2 separate regions of the Mus musculus genome follow, and region 1 is linked to region 2. Evidence: chromatin contacts called from public promoter capture Hi-C data. All regions are on one chromosome and are shown on one strand. Each heading gives the region's core, a stretch centred on a gene start, on an enhancer-like site or on the middle of the called end of the contact. The rest is flanking DNA. Distances are from core to core; before and after follow the strand shown. Region 1 holds the start of Gnb4 (guanine nucleotide binding protein (G protein), beta 4). Region 2 holds the start of Gpr160 (G protein-coupled receptor 160).

Region 1 (3,321 bases), core at 360-2,859, 1.8 Mb before region 2:
CCAGGTGCTTGTCTTTCAATATACAGTTGACAGTAGAGTATTTCTCAGAATCCTGCCATATGGGACATGCTTGTGCACAGGATTATGAGGGAGGAAATCACAACAAAGGAAAATAAGTATCTGAGTTGGTCTAGTCAGGTGCCATGTTATGTGACTTCATGAAACAAGCAGAATCCTAGTGGGCCTCAGTTTGCTAGTCTGTGAAATGGGGATAAATGACAGAGGCAGGCTGAGGCAGGGAGCCTTAGAAATGCATGTCCTCCCTAAGTACCGGCTTCCCCTTGTCTCCAACCTTCTAGTTTAGGACTTATTACTGAAAGATGCCATCAAAAATTAGACCACTCCGGCTGCAACCTACCATCCTGACTCTTTGACGTGTAAGTCTGGTACTTCTTCATTTTCTTCTAGTATTTAATTAGGGAAAGCAAAACTTTGGGGAGAAACCACTTCATCATCCTGGTATCTTGGTGTTTTCACATCTGTGGTGGGGTGGCTTTTACACAGAGCAGATCTTCTCCCCAGTCACATTCAGACTGCTGTTTGGCCTCCTTGCCGGTAGGTATGAGTGGCTTTTATTCCAGGTTGATATGGAGCAGCTGATAAGGAAGAATGGAAGGCCGCGGGGGTGCCAAGCTCTCCTGATATTCTTTAAACCCTTCTACAGCTCTGCAAGCCTCTTTTACCCAGCTCTGTTTCTTTAAATTGTTTGACGTCAGAAAGAGAATGCTATAGCAACCGTCTGTCAAAGTGGAATTAACTCCGAAGAAAGATGGGGGTGGGGAGAGGAGCAATGCCCCTGCAGAAGAAACAAATTGGAGGGAGACATTTAGTTTATAACATGTTCAGTATAAAACGCCGGAGAAATGCGAACAAAGTCGCTTGAGATGCACTGAGGTGCACTAGTGTTTAAAGAGCAGAGACCTGGCAGGGTGCTGGGAGAAGGCCTTCCAGTCATCAGTGACCACAGAGTAACTTCCGAGAGCTGACAGTCAAGAGGGCAGGCTCTGTGCGAGCATAGGTTTGTTCAGGAATGTTTACAGCACGTTCTGGTGTTGGGGGTGGGGAGGAGGGCAGTATCACTAGCTTCGTGTTCCCAGTGAACCTCGGGCATCCACCGACGGCTGCTTGGCTGGATTGACTTCAGATTTTAGAGCCCAGTAATTGCAGACTGCATCTGTGGCTCTCCTGGCTCAACCCTGCAGCCCGCCAGAGCAGAGCAGCCTAGGCCAGGCCCAGGCGTGAAGAAGTCAGGCACTCAGCTTAGACGGCGCGTCCAGGGGCACACTGATAAATCGAAACTGCAGGGGATGCGCTTTCCGCTTCCCAAAGCCGCAGAAGCTGCACGCCTTGCCAGCGCCCACCCCCTGCACCCTGGCCCAGGCCACGCGCGCGCCCCCGCCAGCCCCCTCCCCAACACACACGCACCCTGGCCCTGCATGCGCCAATCAGCCTCCACCCAGGCCAAGCGCGTTCTGGGTTCCCCGAGCCCCTGCAAGCGCCCCCCGCCCCGACCGCGCTCGCTCCCGCCAGCCCCGACCCGAGCCACGCGCGCCGCTCTCTCGGCGCGTTCCCAGACCCTCTCCCCGGCCTCGCGCGCCCCCGCCCCCGCCCCCGCCCAGCGCGCCGCGCCCGGGTCCCCGCCCCGTCCGGCGTGCAGGGCTCTGGGTGTGGTCGCCGTCTTGTGTGGTGGAGCCAGCTAGCGGTTCGCGACCCGCAGCCGGGCGCCCAGCAGTAGCGCGGTGGTGGCGGCCGGGCTCCAGGTAGGTGGCGAGCGCAGGCGGCGGGCGTCAGGGCTCCGTGTGGACGCGGGTGGCGGGCGCTGGGCTCCGTGTGGACGCGGGCGGCCGGGCGCGGGGCTCCGTGTGGACGCGGGCTCCCCTGCGCTCTGCGAGGCCCGGGACGGCCGGAGGGTGCGTCCACCCGGGAGTCTAGAGGACGGTAGCTGCAGAGAATGCCCCCCCCCCCAACACACACACACACACACACACACACACACACACACACACACACACACACACACAGCCTCCCGCCATCTCCACCAAGTTCTCCACGGGCTGCTGGAGCCTCAGGTTGTTGTTTTTGGACTGATACTATGTCCCCAAAGCTTGGTTATTTTTAAGGTGGGTGATAACGGATTTTGGATATTTGCAAGTTTAGAACTAGAGAAAGCGGTTATTTTTTCTCGTCTTCTCCCCGCATCTCTTTCTGCGTTTTCAAAGTTGAGAGAAGGCTGACAGTGGTGGGTGATTTTGTTTTCTCTACTCCTTTCCCATCCACCCCCCCCCCAAAAAAAGGTGAGTATTATAACCTGCTGTAGACCCGCGCCCTACTAGGGAGTTGCCTTAAGACAGAATTGTAATTATTAGTCCCTTTCAATATCGCGAACTCGGACGGTGGTGACCTTTTATATATTTCAGCTTATCAGGATGTGATGGCTGGCATGCTAATGTGAGAGGGAGAGAGGTTGTCTTTTACAGGGGTCTGACCAAACTGTATATCTGGTCTTTGCCAGCATTCATTGCTGATTCTGAAAGTTTACTGTATATTTTAATATTTTGATTAAGAGCACTTAAGGAGTCTTTTGCTTTTGCATTTGGGTTTGCTGGTGAATTTGAAACCGAAATAGAAACTTTAAAAATATCATTTAATAAATATTGCCAGACCTCTTGTCTACACGTTATTAGACCATGACGCTGATTCTTCGTGCTGTGGTTTGCTTAACTGCATGCCTTAAGCCTATGAGCAATACACAGGAAGCAGTTCTGAGTTGCTGGTCTTTTATGAATAAACATTTCAGCGTGTGTTTTTACTCCTTAAAAATAGATCCTGAAATAGATCCTGGGACAATTTCAAAACTAAGAGTGGTATCTAAGTTGGGCTTTTTTTTTTTTTTTTTTTTTTTTCCCCATCACCAAATATTGTCGGAGAGTGAGTGAATTCTCTGATTTCTTTCAGGTGTGTTATTTAAGTTTGGTGGTTTGGCTATTCCTTTCTTTGCCTTGCTGGCTAGTTTAATCAGATTTATTAAAGGAATTGTTTACTGAAGCTCTGTCCTCTCATCAGGGGCAGTGAGCTATTCTGTTCTGTCATCTCTGGGTCACTCCTCAAAGGACACATTATACCTTCCACAGGCAAGGCGATGTTAAATGACTCACTGTGGCCTTGTAACTGTTAACTCAAGTTGGAGTCAGGACAAGATCCCTCTGTCCGCAGAGTGCATGCTTTTCCTGCAGAACACATTCAGTTAGTCCTAGGTCCTGGGAAGGACCCTCAGCCATCACTGATGTACACATAAAATTTCCTTGACATGTCAGAAACCTG
Region 2 (3,536 bases), core at 880-3,379:
TCTTCCCTCTTGGGAACCTTAGACTTTCACAGTCTGCCAGGCAAACATGATAGAACATACTAAGAGTTACAGGTTAAAACTCAAAGCAAAAGAACTAAGTTAGATGAACACAAATATCTCTCCACACAGATAAAAAGAAAAGCATGGTGTGGACCATGAGACACTGCAGGAGTCAGCTCTTTGCTGGGTATTTGTTTCATGATCCTGGAAGCAAAGTGGAGTAAATATAGAAAACAATACAGATCTTTTTTCAAGGATTAAGTACATCCCCGTTCATTTTAGGCTGTCGTCATCATTGAATAAACTTTTGACATACAGAATATTACAGAGGCACATATGACAATACAAGCAGACCATATGAATGTTCACTCTGGTCTCTTTTGGGGAGCTGAGGGGTCCTGGAGACCCAACCCAGGCCCTGGAGCATGTCAGGCAAATGCTCTACTGCTGAGCCACACCGGAAGCCTGGGCCTGTTTTTCTGCTGAGTATAACTTAGAAGGGATTTGAGCCATTGGAAAAAGTGCTAACACATTTGATACAAAACTGCCTGACTGGAGGCAACCTAACCCTGTTTGTTTGTTCTCTCTCTCTCTCTCTCTCTCTCTCTCTCTCTCTCTCTCTCTCTCTCTCTCTCTCTCTCTCTGTGTGTGTGTGTGTGTGTGTGTGTGTGTGTGTGTGTGTGAAAAAAGCTGAGCCAGCATCCACTCAATCTATTTAACATACACGTGTGCCGTGTGCCTTCTTGTGTGTGTTAGAGGGAGGCGGGGCAGAAACTGTGACCTTTCTGATCAGTCTGATGAGGCAGTATTCACATCCAATTTATGAAACATAATTATATATGATATAGAATCTGAAACTAGAATCACCTGTGGTGACTAACCTTCTGGGGGAAAAAAAAGGTAGTGTTGCAACTTTTAAAGGGAAATATCAAACAATTGCAAAACTAGACAGAGAAAGGACTTGCATTCCTAAAATCCCTCTTTGACTGTCAATCTCTCATAGCCCAGTGTGCTCCAGACCCCCAAAATGAAACAAATCCTCAGTTTACATTTTAACTTCAGTCAGTTATTCTAAAAGATCAGTTTTTTAAGTAATCTAATTATGGAGCCAGCCAAAATGGCACAGGGGCTAAGGACTCTTGCCAGAAGTCAGAATACCTGAGATGCAACTACTGACACACGAGGAGACTATTCCTGAAAGCTGTCCTCTTTTACGTGTGTGCACACAGGAAGACAGAACACAGACAGACACACAGAGAGAAATGTTTTAAAATGGTAAAATGTAATTATGATACCCTTTCAAAAACTAAAAATATTTCCTCAAAATCCAGAACATTCCAAAACCAGGGCACAGTCAAGTTCCACAAGTTTTGCTGTTAGGGCTCTCATTTTACTTGGCATTCTCATAGGAGGTAACCTGTTAACTTAAAAACTTGACTCACAAGGAAATGCTAGGTATAGGTCATGCCAATATGTGCTAGCATACATTCATAAATATAAAGCACCACTTTTCGCGTGTCCTCTGTCACTGTGGGCATGATCTACCTCTGGGATCTAAGGAACAACGCCCTAATCAGATCATTTGCACAAGTTGGAGACGAAGGGGAACAGGGACATGGTGGAGGGTTGCCACCGTTTGGCCACCACCGCAGAAGGAGAGAAGTTGCTTAAGCCTCGCTCCCCAGGGCGGGTCCCCGAGCCAGCCGCCCCGCTCCAGTACCAACCGCCCTTGCAGAGCAGCAGTGACCCGGTGCGCCCGGGCAGGGTTCAACCGCCCTGCAAGTGCCCGCAAGTGCCGGGAAGTCCGCGAGGAACGCCACACACCCACCTCACCTCTCTGCCTGCTGCAGAAGGCTGGGAGCCGCCCCGGGGGAACCGGGCGCCCGTGGGACACTGCCCTCGTCCGCCACAGACGTCGGCGGTGGCTTCCCGCTCCGCACCGCAGCGTCACCCCGAGTCCTAGGAAGGGAAGCCTCGTCGCGACGCGACCGGCCAGTGGCCTCCACGAGTCGTGCGCTCACCTCAGCTGGCACTCCTCAGTCCCTGGCGTAGCGTGAGTAGCCAAAAGCCACCAACCTCCGTAACTGCCTGAGCGGCAGGTCCGCGCGTCGCTCACCTCCGCTCGCCCCGCCCACCCACGCCCCGCCCGCCCCAGGTGAGTCCCCTCGAGGGGCGGGGCCACGCGAGGCTCACCTCCGCTCGCCCCGCCCCGCCTCCTGTCTTTGGTTACTGCGGGAGTAATCCGGATGCTCTTCTTTTCTTTCAGTAGTCAGGCCCAGACTGCTCAGGGTAAGGTGCGTGACTCCACACTGTGGTCTTCCATCTAGCTCATACTGGAAAAAACAGCTTGCATGCGGGCACTTCCGAGTTGACAGTGCGTAGGACGCCCCCTGCGGGTTGGGCGACAAGAGGCGACCGAGTTGACCGACTGAGTAGGCAGAAGATTGCAGGAGTTGCAGGGTGAGGGGAAACTCTTTCCTAGTGTGTCAGGCTTTGAGGATCTAATCCCAGTTTGAAATGCTCCTAACTGCCGTTGTGTCACCCACCACCTCTTGCTCTGTAGCTAGTTTCTCAAGTTTACCTTTCAGTCTGCAGACGAATATGCTCCCAAGACCACAAGACTTGAGCCACTAAGCAGTTACCTTAGTGCACTATAAATTCTGATTTTTCAAAATTAAAGTCTGCGATAACATATATTGCATTTCTTTCTTTGCCGGCCTGTATTAACTCAGCAAATATTTGTTGAGAGCCTATGGCCTGTTAGTTATTTAAACATTTAGCACATGGCAAGCTTGCTTGTTTCCCACTGCTCTCTAAGGGGATCCATGAGTGGAATTGTAGTCTAGGCCTTTCCACCTCCCGCTGGGGCTGAACTGACCTTGCCAGGAACTCAGAAATGGCCTGACAGGGCAGTAAAGGTACCCTGGCTGTTAAATATGGGCTGTAAGGGGAACTGGGGTGTGCCCATCTCCCAGCTCAGAGGAAACATCCTGGAAGAAAGGAGAAATGATGAAATCCAGTGAGGTTGTGAGGTGCTTCAGCCCAGAGCTCCCCAGGGGCAGAGATGGAAGATTGCCAGAAATGGCTGGGGGAATCCCTTTTGTGGAGAAGGAGGGAAGGAACAATAGTAGGTATGCAGTTAGTTCATGGGTCTAAAAAAAACAGCAGCCACCATCTCTGGAGTGTGAACATCAAACAGAGCCAGCCATACATCTCTCTAAACTAACTAACTGTACAACAACCTTGCCTGCTAGGCTTGACAGAGCAGGCAGTGCCATCCTTCGGTGGAGTGGTGCCTTGCTAGAAGAGGGCTGGAGCGGTAGCTCCTAGGAGCCAGCCTACACTCTCCCAGTGCCTTTCTCAATGGTCCAGGAGGCTGAGCCCACTCTCTTCTTCCATCCCCAAATGTATTATTAATAGCTGTCCCGAGACCTTTCCCATCTAGAGGTGTTGGGACGACTACATACCAGATTCCAGGAGGCTCCTGTCTGGAGAGCTGTTGGCGAGATTTTGGCAGACCCATTGCGTCTCAGTTT

The links. Promoter capture Hi-C pulls out the DNA fragments that hold promoters and counts their contacts.
Region 1: a promoter capture Hi-C map of pre-B cells shows a contact between it and region 2, with 5 times the contacts expected there. The contact joins the promoter of Gnb4 here to the promoter of Gpr160 in region 2. A contact is called at or near these places in 4 of 39 promoter capture datasets (hippocampal neurons, liver and pre-B cells).

Annotation. Positions count from the first base shown.
Region 1 is chr3:32,614,878-32,618,198 of GRCm38.p6, reverse strand. It overlaps Gnb4 (guanine nucleotide binding protein (G protein), beta 4), which reads left to right and starts at 1,609. Exons shown (of 10, transcript NM_013531.5): 1 at 1,609-1,760. Gm52622 (a long non-coding RNA gene) reads right to left here and starts at 1,588. Exons shown (of 2, transcript XR_003954599.1): 1 at 922-1,588; 2 at 1-796.
Region 2 is chr3:30,854,543-30,858,078 of GRCm38.p6, reverse strand. Gpr160 (G protein-coupled receptor 160) reads right to left here and starts at 2,129. Exons shown (of 4, transcript NM_001134385.2): 1 at 1,834-2,129. Gm42199 (a long non-coding RNA gene) reads left to right here and starts at 2,270. Exons shown (of 3, transcript XR_880730.3): 1 at 2,270-2,460.